Regions from separate parts of the Triticum aestivum genome. Here region 1 is linked to region 2. Evidence: chromatin contacts called from public Hi-C data. All regions are on one chromosome and are shown on one strand. The core of a region is the stretch at or near the end of the contact, and the rest is flanking DNA. Distances in the headings are between cores, read along the strand shown. Region 1 overlaps LOC123122986 (leucine-rich repeat receptor-like serine/threonine-protein kinase BAM1). Region 2 holds the start of LOC123122985 (kinesin-like protein KIN-8B).

Evidence for each region. A called contact is a pair of places that touch in the nucleus more often than the background predicts.
Region 1: a Hi-C map of leaf shows a contact between it and region 2, with 3 times the contacts expected there. The contact joins the enhancer-like site here to the promoter of LOC123122985 in region 2. A contact is called at or near these places in 2 of 5 Hi-C or Micro-C datasets (leaf and an unstated tissue).

Annotation. Positions count from the first base shown.
Region 1 is chr5D:482,410,538-482,417,655 of IWGSC CS RefSeq v2.1, reverse strand. LOC123122986 (leucine-rich repeat receptor-like serine/threonine-protein kinase BAM1) reads right to left here. Exons shown (of 2, transcript XM_044543377.1): 1 at 7,031-7,118; 2 at 5,492-6,376. The coding sequence ends at 5,886. Among protein-coding and RNA genes, the nearest start is that of LOC123122986, 6.3 kb to the right of the region's middle. Within about 2 kb of position 4,700, at least 3 of the 8 cell types and tissues checked have an H3K27ac peak or open chromatin away from gene starts, as enhancers often do. A contact at or near this core is called in leaf, where this site is marked.
Region 2 is chr5D:482,276,359-482,283,027 of IWGSC CS RefSeq v2.1, reverse strand. LOC123122985 (kinesin-like protein KIN-8B) reads right to left here and starts at 2,982. Exons shown (of 16, transcript XM_044543375.1): 1 at 2,303-2,982; 2 at 2,108-2,185; 3 at 1,854-1,970. The coding sequence starts at 2,350.

The sequences.
Region 1 (7,118 bases), core at 3,451-5,950, 130 kb before region 2:
GATGTCATGCTGATGCATTAATTAAATTTTGAATTAAATTAATTTATTAAATTCTAAAAATGATTTAAATCTTTAAAATTTAATATAAAATAAACCGTAGCTCGGATGGAAAAACTTTGTACATGAAAGTTGCTCAGAACGACGAGACGAATCCGAATACGTGGTCCGTTTGTCAGCCACACATTCCTAGCATAGCGAACATGGAACATTCCCCCTCCGGTCCGTCTGTCCGAAAACGCGAAACATCGGGAATACTTTCCCGGATGTTGCCCCCTTCGCCGGTACCACCTACTGCCGTGTTAGGACACACCTAGCACCGCTCATTGTCATGTCACGCATCGTCATGCTTATGTTTGCATTGTATTAACTGTTTCTTCCCCCCTCTTCTCTCCGGTAGACTACGAGACCGACGCTGCTGCTGCCCAGTTCGACTACGGAGTTGACGACCCCTCCTACTTGCCAGAGCAACCAGGCAAGCCCTCCCCCCCCTTGATCACCAGATATCGCCTATTCTTCTCTATACTGCTTGCATTAGAGTAGTGTAGCATGTTACTGCTTTCCGTTATCCTATCCTGATGCATAGCCCGTCCTTGGTTCTACTGTTGTTACATTTACCTGCAATCCTACATGGTTAGTATAGGATGCTAGTTTTCCATCAGTGGCCCTACATTCTTGTCCGTCTGCTGTGCTATACTATCAGGCCGTGATCACTTGGGCGGTGATCACGGGTATATACTTATATACTCTATACATGATACCTGTGGTGACTAAAGTCGAGTCGGCTCGTAGGAGTACCCGCAACTGGATCTTTGTGGCGGAGCGACAGGGCAGGTTGAGACCGCCTAGGTGAGAGGTGGGCCTGGCCCTGGACGGCGTCCGCGGTTACTTCAAAATAACACGCTTAACGTGTTCTTGGTATTTGATCTGAGTCTGGCCATTTGGTCTATACGCACTAACCAGCTACGCGGGAACAGTTATGGGCACTCGACGTCGTGGTATCAGCCGAAGCTCTTCTTGACGTCAGCGACGGAGCGGCGCGCGCCGGATTGGACTGGAACGCCACTAGGCTAGGTCTGCTTCCGGCCGCCCTCGCAACGTGCAGGTGTGCAATGGGCGATGGGCCCAGACCCCTGCGCCCATAGGATTTGGACCGGCGTGTTGACCTCTCTGTTGAGCCTAGGTGGGGCTGCGACGTGTTGATCTTCCGAGGCCGGGCATGACCCAAAAAAGTGTGTCCGGCCAAATGGGATCGAGCGTGTTGGGTTATGTGGTGCACCCCTGCAGGGAAGTTTATCTATTCGAATAGCCGTGTCCCTCGGTAAAAGGACGACCCGGAGTTGTACCTTGACCTTATGACAACTAGAACCGGATACTTAATAAAATACACCCTTCCAAGTGCCAGATACAACCCGGTGATCGCTCTCTAACAGGGCGACGAGGAGGGGATCGCCGGGTAGGATTATGCTATGCGATGCTACTTGGAGGACTTCAATCTACTCTCTTCTACATGCTGCAAGATGGAGATGGCCAGAAGCGTAGTCTTCGACAGGACTAGCTATCCCCCTCTTATTCTGGCATTCTGCAGTTCAATCCACTGATATGCCCCTTTACACATATACCCATGCATATGTAGTGTAGCTCCTTGCTTGCGAGTACTTTGGATGAGTACTCACGGTTGCTTCTCTCCCTCTTTTCCCCCTTTCCTTTCTACCTGGTTGTCGCAACTAGATGTTGGAGTCCAGGAGCCAAACGCCACCGTCGACGACGACTCCTACGGCACTGGAGGAGCCTACTACTACGTGCAGCCCGCTGACGACGACCAGGAGTAGTTAGGAGGATCCCAGGCAGGAGGCCTGCACCTCGTTCGATCTGTATCCCAGTTTGTGCTAGCCTTCTTAAGGCAAACTTGTTTAACTTATGTCTGTACTCAGATATTGTTGCTTCCGCTGACTCGTCTATGATCGAGCACTTGTATTCGAGCCCTCGAGGCCCCTGGCTTGTATTATGATGCTTGTATGACTTATTTATGTTTTAGAGTTGTGTTGTGATATCTTTCCGTGAGTCCCTGATCTTGATCGGACACATTTGCGTGCATGATTAGTGTACGGTCAAATCGGGGGCGTCACAAGTTGGTATCAGAGCCGGCTGCCTGTAGGAATCCCCCTTTCCACACTCCTTGGCCGAAGTCGAGTCTAGACATTACAAAACTTTTACTAACATGGTTGTGTGTCTTACGGGCCCACGTCGCCATTGGGTGGTACTAGGATCTTTTACTCCTCGACCTTTACTCTGGGACTCTGAACTCTCTTCTACTCGGGTTAAACGAATTTGCTAACTCTAACACTAGGATCCCGTGACCGCATTCACCCCAAAGTTGGATAAGCCATAGTTGTTTCTTAGAATAGTATTTTGAACAATCCACACACTGTCATTTGACTCCGTTGAAACGTCTTTGCTTTCAGATGGAACCCACGAGGCAGGTCGTGCGTCACACGACCGCCATTGGTGCCTCGGGATCACCTGCTGTGCTAGCTGAGATGATGACCTATCTGGGTTATCGCTGGCACCCTGAGTACACCGTCTACGAGGAGTACCAGGACTTTAACCAGGAGCAGTACCGTGCCATCGTCCACCTCTACTCGCGGGAGTATGACTCCACTACTGTGCTGCACACCGCTCATGGTGTTGGAGTGACCATCGATATGGCTGTCCACGATGCTGCCTATGCTGCTCTGACACGTCTTCGTGGAGAGTATCGGGAGTTGGACACCTCCCCTTTCAGGCACATTGCTATCGCATCTGATGTTGGTGCGGAGGGATACTATACTGCTGCCTACTCCACTGTCACCCGAGAGCCCTTCTACCATCAGAACCTGGTTCTGCATGTTGATGGGCTGGATCGAGCTAACCGAGCTCTTCGCCATGATTTGTACACCACCCTTCAGCACCTTTACCGTGCTCTGACGCTGTTACACCCCTTTTCCGATCTAGGGAGCTGCCCCGTTCTGCGATCTACCCAGCCAGGACTGTGATGCCCCAGGGTGTTGGCTGGCCAGATGTGGGAGGCCACTCTCCCGCACTTGGACCTCTTCTGCCACCTGAGCGTCAGGTTCTGCACCAGAGTATTCGCGGACCCCAGGTTGCTAACGTGGAGTTCCCGATGCGACACTACCAGCTTTCAGGCTACACCTACCTCCACAGTACCTCTTGGGACTGATGTAGGCTTGCTTGTTAGTGTTAGATGCATTCGCCGCGAGCCTGTGTGCCGCCTATGTTGTTTTAGTCTATGTTGTCCGCACCGGCCCGCAAAGGCCGTTTTCCGCAAACTGCAAAGCGTTTTGCGGGCCCGCGGGATGCGGGTCTGCTAGAGTTGCTCTTAGGCGCGCACGACCCCAAACGGACGTCTGTTTAGCCTGGATTCTATCCGTTTGGGTAGGGCAATGGGATCGTGTCCGGGCCTTTCCTGGGATGCGGTGGCCGTGCGCCCAACGCGCGGACGCATCCGTTGGCCCCATCCTGTCCGCCACGGCAAAAAATGACCATATATATTCATATTTCAATGTTCAAAACTAGTTTGCACGTCCAAATATTAATTGTCTCAAATAAAAATAGTTTTACAACCCAATCTAAATTATCTCTAATAAAATAGTTTTACAACCAAATTGAAGTTGTCTTGAATGAACATAATGAACCAATACATCTATTGGTTGCCAATGTGATTCCACATGTGCTCAACCAAGTCATTTTGAAGATCCAAATGAGTGTGTCGATTACGCATTTTACGATGAAATTGGGCAAACTGTTCAAACATGGCCGGTTCTTGATGCAGGGGCTCAACATTTTCACCTTGAAAATCAAATCCTTGGTCGAAGATGCTGTTATCACGCTCATCCTCGACGATCATGTTGTACATGATCACACAAGCAGTCATCACCTCCCAAAGCTTTCCTTCATCCCATGTGAGTGCAGGGTTTTGAACGATACCCCATCGGGATTGAAGCACACCAAAAGCATGTTCCATATCCTTTCTAGCACTCTCTTGAGCACCTCGATGCAGCAGGGGTGGTTGGCAGCCGGCTACTGGCCGCTCTGGAGCACCCGACGGAAGCTGTCATGGTCCATAGCCGTCGCCAGCTGTCGTATTCCCTCTGACACCGGCTACGACGGCGACGGCCAAAACTCCTACGAAAGCGCGGGCGTGATGGCGGCCATGTCGAGACATGGTTTGGTATGGACGGCCGGGGGGTGAGCAGTGAGGAGGCGGCGCCGGCGGCGAGGTGGGGTGGGGGAGAGCAGATGGAGGCATTGGAGGCGAATGGAGTGCTAGTGTCCCCGAGGCGGGTCATGGGGAGGACAAGGGCGTGCGTCCATCCCGTTCGCGCGATGTCCGTTCACCCCAAACGCGGCGCAAATTTGAACCAGAAATGGATCAAAAACAGATGAAAACCGAACATTTACCTGTTTGTGGCTGCGCCACGCTATTCGTCCGTTCTATCCTGAACGAATTAGGACGGCCGGGATGGGGTCGCGTGCTGGAGTTGGCCTTAGTTTATGTGAGGCTGAGGCCACACCAATAATCGGATGAATGGGCAGGACTCGGGAGTCAGGAGTGGCCAACACAAACAGGCACAGCGTGCGATCCAGATTGGAGTGCCGTCCTCGCGTCGCGTCTGGTTGTGGATGTGACCATTCTCTTTGGACGCATGCATGCATCCAACGGGACGGGGCCGAACAAAACGGCAACAGTGACCCGGTACAAATGCACCATCCATCGCACTGTCCACCTAATCTCACGCTCCTTTTGCTGCCTCCTGGGTCCTGGCACAGTATCATCTTCCTTGAGGCGCGACGGAGGCCGAGGACGAGGGCACGGTACGTAGATAAACTCCATAGACGCCCCTAGATTGATTTCCCGTTGGGCGTGCACCGGAGCAAAAGCAGGGTAGATGAGATGAGATGAGATCAGGGGAGCGAGGAGACGAGGGAGAGGGGCCGCGGAAAGGCACGCCGTCCCGTTCCACGGCGGCGCCGGTGCGTGCCCCCATCAACCATCATCCGGCCTGACGACGTCGCAGCGGCCGTGCGCCGGTGCGGCATGATTAACCCCCCATCCCCACAGGGTCAGGGGGTCGCCGAGGCGCATCACCATCATCATCGATCGATCATCATTAGATGGGGCCTCAGGCAGCGAATCGCCTGACATTAGTTTAGAGTTTAGACTCTACTGGTGCACTCACTAGTGCTGATCTGATCTGATCAGATGCTGCTGCTTGGCGTTACGCCGAGGGCAAAGCATCGTTTGACATTCGTGAACCGGCTTGGCCTCGGATCAACAAGAATTCTTTGATTGTCAAACAAAGTCAAAAAGGGAGCAGCATCAATCGAACGCTTTGGCAGCACAAAAGCGCTTTGCAATTATCATTTTCTCCACAAGGCAGAGAGCGCTTTTCTTAGCAGCATCGGTGGTGAAGCGGTACTCCTACTGCAAACATTTGCAGATCAACAGAAGCCACTTTAAATAGTGAGGACCATGGTTCCACAACAAAGATTTTTCAGATTCTCATGCTGGACAGCAGAGGAGCTTGACATTTAGATAGATGGCTACTGATGCTACTACTACTACATTGCACAAGGAAAGATCATGAAAAGCTCCACTACCACATAATCCCTACGGCTACAAGCAGCAAAGCAAAGTACCAAACACACACACACACACACACACACACACCAAACTGGAAGCTCTTGGACGCCCCACCACCAAAGCAGCTTGGATATGTACAGCACAACAGCAACAAAGTCTCCCACTCAACAAACCCTAGATTCAGGCCTATGCTTGCTTGCACGATCGAAGCCCACATGCTTTCGCGACTGGTGGACTTGGATGATCAGATGCTGATGAGATCAGGAGGAGGCGACGACTCCGAGCTCGTGTGCTGCTGCTGCGGCTGCTGATCTTTCGGCTTGCCGGTCGGAGCTTCGGTGGAACTGGTTGGGGCAGGAGGGTTGGACTCAGGACCTTCGCCGGAGAGGGGAAGCTCTTCTTCATCACCTTGATTGGCAGCTGGCTTTGGGAGCTCACTGAGGATCTGCACGACCTCCCGCATCGTCGGGCGCTGCACGCTGTGCTCCTCCGTGCACAGCAATGCGACGTAGAAGACGTGCATCACCTCGTGCACCGGCACGGTCGACAGCCTCGGGTCCAGGATCTTCATCACTTGCTCCTTGTTTGGCCCTGTCATCATCTTGACCCACTGGACAATGTCGACGCCGTCCCCGAACTCCCCTACAGGTTTCCGCCCGGTCACGAGCTCAAGAAGCACCACTCCGAAGCTGTAGACATCGCTCTTCTCGTCGACCTTGAGGGTGTATGCATATTCTGGAAAGCCACAGATAACAGAGCAATGTGAGACTGGTTAGTTAGAAAGTAATAGGTTTATGTTCCTTGGCAGCTAGAGAAACATCAGGTTAGAGTAGAAGACATAGAATTGAAGTAACTGAACCTAAATATACACAGGGAGTGCGTGTTTTCATGAATCAATAGCCTCTTATGGACTAAACTGTAGTGAGGAGGTTCTAACAAAGACAGTAGGTTTACAGATGTCGTTCAGGACTAATAAAAGAATGCCTCAATGTTTCAATTTAGTAACTACATCTTGATACAATCTGAATGATTGGGCTTTAGAAGGAAACTCTTATAAGTTATCAACACTACTATTGGTCTGTAATAAATTCGTAACAGCAAACAGTTGTATGTAATAAGCAAACAGCAAACAGATGACATTCAGAACTAACAAAAGAATGACTCAATGTCTCAATTTAATAACTACATCGTGATACAATCTACGTACATGATTGGGCTTCATAAGGAAACTCTTGTAACTTATCAACAATACTATAATTCTGCAGTGAAGTCATAACAGTGAACGGTTGCTATGTAATAAAGATTAAACTATTTATGAAAATCGGTATTATATGTGCATCTTGAGAATAGTCAGACCAAAATTAATTGAAGGAATACATGTTTCAATACCTGGAGCAATGTAGCCATATGAACCAGCAATGGCGGACATGCATTCTGATGCGCCGGTGTCCTGCAAGAATTTCGCCAGCCCAAAGTC
Region 2 (6,669 bases), core at 1,733-4,232:
CGTTTTTTTTTTTTGGTCCTTACCAAAATATTGCTACAAGTGATTTGACTAAAAACCAAAACTGCTGCAGCGGGGACCCAACCGCCGCCGCGCCGTCTCACCCTGAGCCCTGCCACCACTCCCAGGGCCATCCTGAGCCGCGCCCGCCCGCCCCGCCCAATTCCGCCCGTCCCACCGTGCTCCAAACGTCAGATCCGCCACCGCCCCTGTCCCCGAGCTCCCGCAGCCGATCCCAAGCACCACGTCGCCGTCCCCAAACTTCCACACCGCCGGATCCTGCCATCATTTTTGCCGTCCCCGCCGAGTTCCTCCCCGCCTCCCCAGCATCCCCGCCGTCAGATCGTCATGTTTCGTGTGCTTCTCAAAATTTTGGTCTGCTTGAAAAGCACAAGATTTTCTGGTGACCAAAAACCTTCTCTCTCCACCCCTAAACTGAGTTTTGGTCACCAAATTTTGGTCTGCTGTTGGAAATGCTCTTAGTCCAACCTATTACATACTGTTACAGTAGGGATAAAAAATCCCACATTAACGGCAAATAAATAAATCTATAGAGTATTTGCAGGTCATCAAAACAGTGGAACTTCGTCAGCTATGTTTAGAGTTGTTGAGCTGTTATAGTTGTACAGAAAATACAGCTATATGTTTGAACAAATAAGACTATTTGTTAATAAAAGCACATTTGTTTTAGTATCTAGCCGGGCAGGAGATTTGACTACGTATATACACGTTTCCAGCATCTATGTATACCTGTGTAACATGGCCTGATCATAGAACTTTGATTGCTTAAACATTTTATGTAACGTTTTTTTACAAGAATGATTCTGACAAGGTCCAGCAATACAGCATTAACTTTTTCAACATGATGTATGATGTTACACGACTTGTTAAAACAAATCAAAAATAGTATTCACATGAAATCAAGTTCTAATAGTGATTTAAACATTGCTGACAGATCTGTTTGGCTTTATGAGTTATTAATACATACACATGTTTGTCATGATAAGCTGCTAGGGGTTTATAGCCTGGACTCAGACCAGCTCATAAGTAGGACTAGTTATGTATCCAATAACTTCCAGCAACTAGGTGCTCGCATGATCTCCCAGTTGCAGGACACAACAAATTGTCACACAAAAATCTCAAAATAAACGCAGTGACTACAACTAACCTACAGATTTTTCAAACATTAACACAGCAGAAACAAGTTTTTTTTTCTCAAAAAGGGGTGACGACGGAGCAGAAACAAGTGGTACTGGGTTAGAACTTAATAACACGGTTGTAGAGCGGACTAGTGCAACCGTATCAGGGAGAGCCACTGTAGACGAACTACGAAGGCCGTGGATAACAAACGGTCGCCCAGCTAGTTGCACTTAATTACAGTTTACACTTTACAGGGTAAGTGATGAAGATAAAGTTCAACAAATGTCCAGGGCTCTGATAAAAAAACAAAAATGAGTTTTGGAAATTATTTCTCTAAACTAGAGTCCTTTTCCCTGAAACCAGATGTATACGCGTTAGGTAGCATACCTAACAGTAACAAATACAGCCAAGGATTTGTTTGCTCCAGACTGAATTGGCGTTTTGCACATGCCAATAGTATTGTTACAACCTGCAGCTATCCAAAGCATGAGCAACTCCTAGTTTTGGCAATTAATAAACCAAAGGGGTTGGTTGTGGTTTCGCTTTCTGGAGTATCATTTCCTAAAATGCAAGGCATGACCAATCTAGGAACTCCCAAGCTTCAGTGCAGATTTAAGACACTTACTGTAATCAGCATATGAGCCCATTGTCGAAAGCAAGCCAAGCAATTCAAGGTTAGAGCAGCACAAGCTAATGAGCTACATAAGCTTGCGTACCGTGTTGGAGCATCCAGGCGCGTACACGTGATCGAAGCTGTATCTTTTCTCCTTGGTCCGGTTCTGGATGAGGTCCAGGTAGCCCTTGGAGATATCAGGGTCCAACACAGCCACATTCTGGAGAAACATACAAGCACAACACCATTACCCAATAGCAATATTACCATTACCATCAATGGCAAAATTGAACCACCCATGACAAAAGCTACTAGTTCATGGCCCAGCCAAATCAAGCCAGGTCTCTGAATGTTTACCTTGTCATCAATGACTTGTATGATGTGCCGCGAGCGCCGGCGCTCGTTGTCGGTCAGTGGCCTGCACTTGACGGCCACCTGCAAATAGACACAGCAGGATCACACACGCGCGCGCGCGAAGCAACAGAGTGATTAAGCAATGGAACAGAAGTGCAGTTAAATCGCAGTGGATTAGTGGGGAGGATGTGCTACTACCTGCAGCGTGGCCGTCTGCCTGGAAGCCGGAGCCCGGATGGTGGGCATTGCGCGGAACCTTCCTTTTGGGGCTTGGCCCCCAGCCGACCTCCCTCCGTTCCTTCGCCCAGAAGATGCGGTGCTAATCTAGCACAAGCCAACGCGGCCGCGCCCACGCCCACGACCCTTCGGAATCACGCCACACGGGGACGGGGGCGGCAAAAAGGCAAGGCGCATCCCCACCGCACCAGCACCACCACCAGCTGCCGCGGCGGCGGCGAAAAGGGGCCCCGCGAAAAGGAGCCCGCTACCGCTGCTGCAGTGGCCTCCTGCTCACCGGTCCACAACCAAACCAACCCTGCCGCCGCCGGCCAACACGGCCGAATGCCGGAGGAGTCGAGGGGAAATGCCGCCGGAGGCCGGCTCCCTCCGCCAAAATGCGACCCCGCGGAGCCGTGCCCAACGCTCCCGAAATCGCCGCGCCCGGAGAAGGAAGGAACAGCGGTTACTCCATCCACAGGAAAAAATGGCAGCCCGAGCGCGTGTGCGTGTGCGTGTGTATGGTTTGGTGGGTGGCACGACGAGGCCGCAGGCAGGCGTACGAAGCGGATTCAGGGGAGGGGGTTAGATGAAGCGGGGCGTGGGAGGAGGAGGAGGCGGAGGCGGAGGTGGAGGTGGTGGTTTAATGGGGGGAGAATAATTAATCGGCGGCAGCTGGAGAAGGCGACACGGAACGGAAGGGGAGAGGAGAGGGGGGTGGGGGTGGGCCTCGCCCTCGCCTAGCTGGGCCCCACCCAACGGTCCGATGCCTCTTGCGCCTGCGCCTCCGTCCGGGCCGGGCCGGTACACGACGCCGTACCTGCGGTACAGTCCTGCACACCGCCGCACAGCTCAGCGCGCCCCTCCCTATCCTTTCCCTGCCCGCCTGCCAGGTCTCTCGCTTCGTCGGGGCGCTCTCGTCTCGTGCAAACCTAATCCTGGAGGCCACTGTGTGCGTGCGTGCGTACGCGATGCAACAAAACGGGATGAACAAAGGGTCGATGTGCACGAATGGCGAAAGGCATTCTGGTCCAGCTCGACGCACGATGCGGAACAGTGCGATGCTAGCTAGAGTGGGGGAGCTCACCTATGGTGCACGGCCGGTGGGTGATGGTGCGCCTTTTAGTTTGGGTGTCGGGGCGGCGGCCATGGGTGGCGAGGCGAGGCTGCGCGGTTGGCTCTGCGGCGAGCGTCGTTACGGCCGTGGTCGATCTCGTCTTAGCTATGTGGGTGGCAAGGGGAAAGGCGACGAGACCAGTGATTCTGGTGCGTCGTGGGGCGGTGGCGGCTCCCTGATCGCGATTTTGGAGGCAGTCCTCCCTTCTGACTGGTTTGAAGATCATGGTACCTCGTGTAGCACGGGCAACGATCCGAGCGAAAGCTCTGCGCTGTCGCACCGGTAACGGTGATGCATGTGGGTGTCGTTTTTCCTTGTGGGCACCATTGTAGGTTTCCTCTTTGTGTTAAGGCTCCAGATGAAAACCCTAGTATGTCATATTGAGCTCGATGCCAATGGCGCATTGTGTCGCCACCCTCTTGAGGGCCTCGTCGAGGAGCTCAGGCGCCATCTGGTTGCAGCGCGTCGATGCCTTCTAACGTGCTCTAATCTAACAAGAAGCCTCTTAACTCTGACGTGAGGCGCCTTCGTTGGTCTCATATCTTCTACACCATGTCGGTGCCAGGCTGAGGACCCTAGGTCGGTTCCTATACGAAGACTCCGAAAGACTTAATATACAAGCCAAAGAAAATGAAGCCGCGGAGGACTCTATCTCCACCGACGTAGCTGATTAGGATTTATAGCCCTAACACCCCCTTATGCTATATAAGCTAGAGGTTGGGCTCGTCGATAGACACATTACAATCCTTGGTATTCACCTGTACTTTACAATCGCGATGTACACAAGTAGGATTACAGGATTATCTCCATCATGAGAGCCCAACCTGGGCAAAACCTTGCCTCTTGTTACCATCCAACCCAATCGCCTAGACGGGATACCTACTGAGGAATCTGTCGGATTTAGCTCTGACACATGTCATCATTGCGAGCGCTCTCGGTTTTTTCTGTCCACTTGTAGGGCCGGCGCTCCGCGGCCAGAAACAAGAGGTTAGGCATCCCTCTTCGACAATAACTTGATGTGTGTGGTATAGCGGTGTCCGATAGTTTCCTCAGGAGGCATGACGTCGTTCATGTTCGGTAGCCTTAGTTGCCTTGTGGCTGCTCCTGTTATCTCGCTCGGTGTTGAGTTGGTGGAATTCTCGCTACTCTCTTGGGTGTCGTTTTATTTTGATTTGCTAGTATGTAAGAGGATTTTCCTCACCATCTTGTATCGGCTTGGCCATTCAATTTGTTTATGTAAAGTGAGGCTAAAGCCTGTTTCAAGGTACATGAGTGTGACATCCTACCACCGACTCTAAGTGCTAGCGGCTAAGCTTCTCTCCTCTCCTAGCCAATGACCGGTAATAGGAAAGGACCGATGATTCTTGCGCGGTGCATACTTTTATGTCATATGTAGTTATGATGTATTCAACATCGATTTAATATTAATATATCACTCTTCATATATGAAACAGTCTTTGCATGTTGTGCTATACGTTGCCCTCTTCCCACACACACAGCTCTGATGAGATCAAAATTTCCAGCCCCCCTTATTGGTGTTGCCGCCTGTCAGCCCTGCCTTCGATGGGAGTTGGAGGTGAGCCGGCCCCTAGCCTCCGGCAACGCGAGGGATCTCGTCCTTTCTTTAGTAGTTGTAGTGTCATGGCCGAGACGACAAGGTGGCGACGATGGCGTCCGAAGGTTAGAGTCAGGTCCCTATTCCTTGTTCTATCCCCACTCCAACAATGTGTCTTAACACTGATAGAGGTGTGTGTGGAGATGTGCCTCCTATAGATCTTCTTGGACCCGATCGACATTTCTCTCCACTGGATCTGTCTAGAATTGCTCGGTCGTCATTGGTGTGTTGGAGGTATGGCTTTTTTGATCTATGCTTTTCATCACCGGTGACGGTTGTTGTTCTAATGTGATTGCCCCTTAGGGGCTACCACAACAAGTTTATCTGGCTCCAGTGAGAGAGGGGCGATAACGACGACGCGCCTTCAACTCGCCCCAATGCTTAGTCATTGCTAGGTGATCCATGAATATAGTTGTAATTTCTGTTATGTCTTGGGGACTTTGTACTGTGTTACATATTATTGATAGACCAGATGACTCTTTTAAAGAGAAGTCTTTCCAATTGTATGCAAGCAACGATGGTACCTGAAATAAAGGTCTTTGATTTCTAGCGGGAGCCTATTCGGTGTCGCTAAGGAGCTTTTGTGTAGGTCAAACTCCTACAAGTGCTTGAGTTCATCCAACTACATCGAATGTGAGCGTTAAATTTTCTTGCAGTGTTTAGTCGTTTCTTGGTCAATGTGGTACTATCATATCTCTGGTTTTGCAACACGCTATAGGTGTGAGCCATGGCAATCATCAAATTTACGGTGTTACCCTTGCATTTTGCATAGTTGAGTTCAACAAACTTCATCATTCTTGTTCATGAAAGGAGTCGCACTATGTTATGACTAATTCAGAGAGTTTATGTGCATCGTTAGTTTTTTTGTTGATCTTACTAGATTTTCCTCGATAGTGATGGGTTAATTCAAATTTCAAAATAATGTATACAAGTTTTTTCTCTCAAAACACAGGAATATCTTATCAGCGAAAATGATCCGATGAAACACTGATGGTAATAACTCTCCAATACAACTGTAGAAGCAACAATTAGAAGACCGTATACTCAATTAAGCAGTAGCGTGCATCCCTCCTTGAACGGTGTATAAAAGCAGCAGTAACGTACAACTAATTGAGCAAATTAAGCAAATTAAGTTGACAATCCGTGCATGCACAACCGCGTGCCTATTTAATCAGATCGAAGCATCAAATCCGTCAGCCTTGATATCGCCATGCTAATCGTCTATAGTAGCACTATTATTTTTTTGGAACTGACCATGCTAATCTTTTATATATTATATAATGAAAGAAAAACAGCGTTCCGTCTCTGCATTATAAAATTGTTTCCATGTCGGTTGCCACGTCGACCTCTTTTCTTAAACCACCAGCAGCTACAGTCTCGGTGTACGACCGGAGCAAAACGGTACAGTTTTATTTCCCCGTTGATTTCCTGGATCAGAGGCGCTAAATTAGTCAAGAGAAACATTAGTGGACCTGTCGCCATTCAGACACCGAGTGAAACAATGATTACCAAAGAAAAAGAAAAACAAGGGGAAATAAACATTTTCTCTAACGTTAATTTGCTTGTACCTTGCGCTTTTATGCACGGGCTGACTCTTTCTTTCCCTCTAGACCGGTC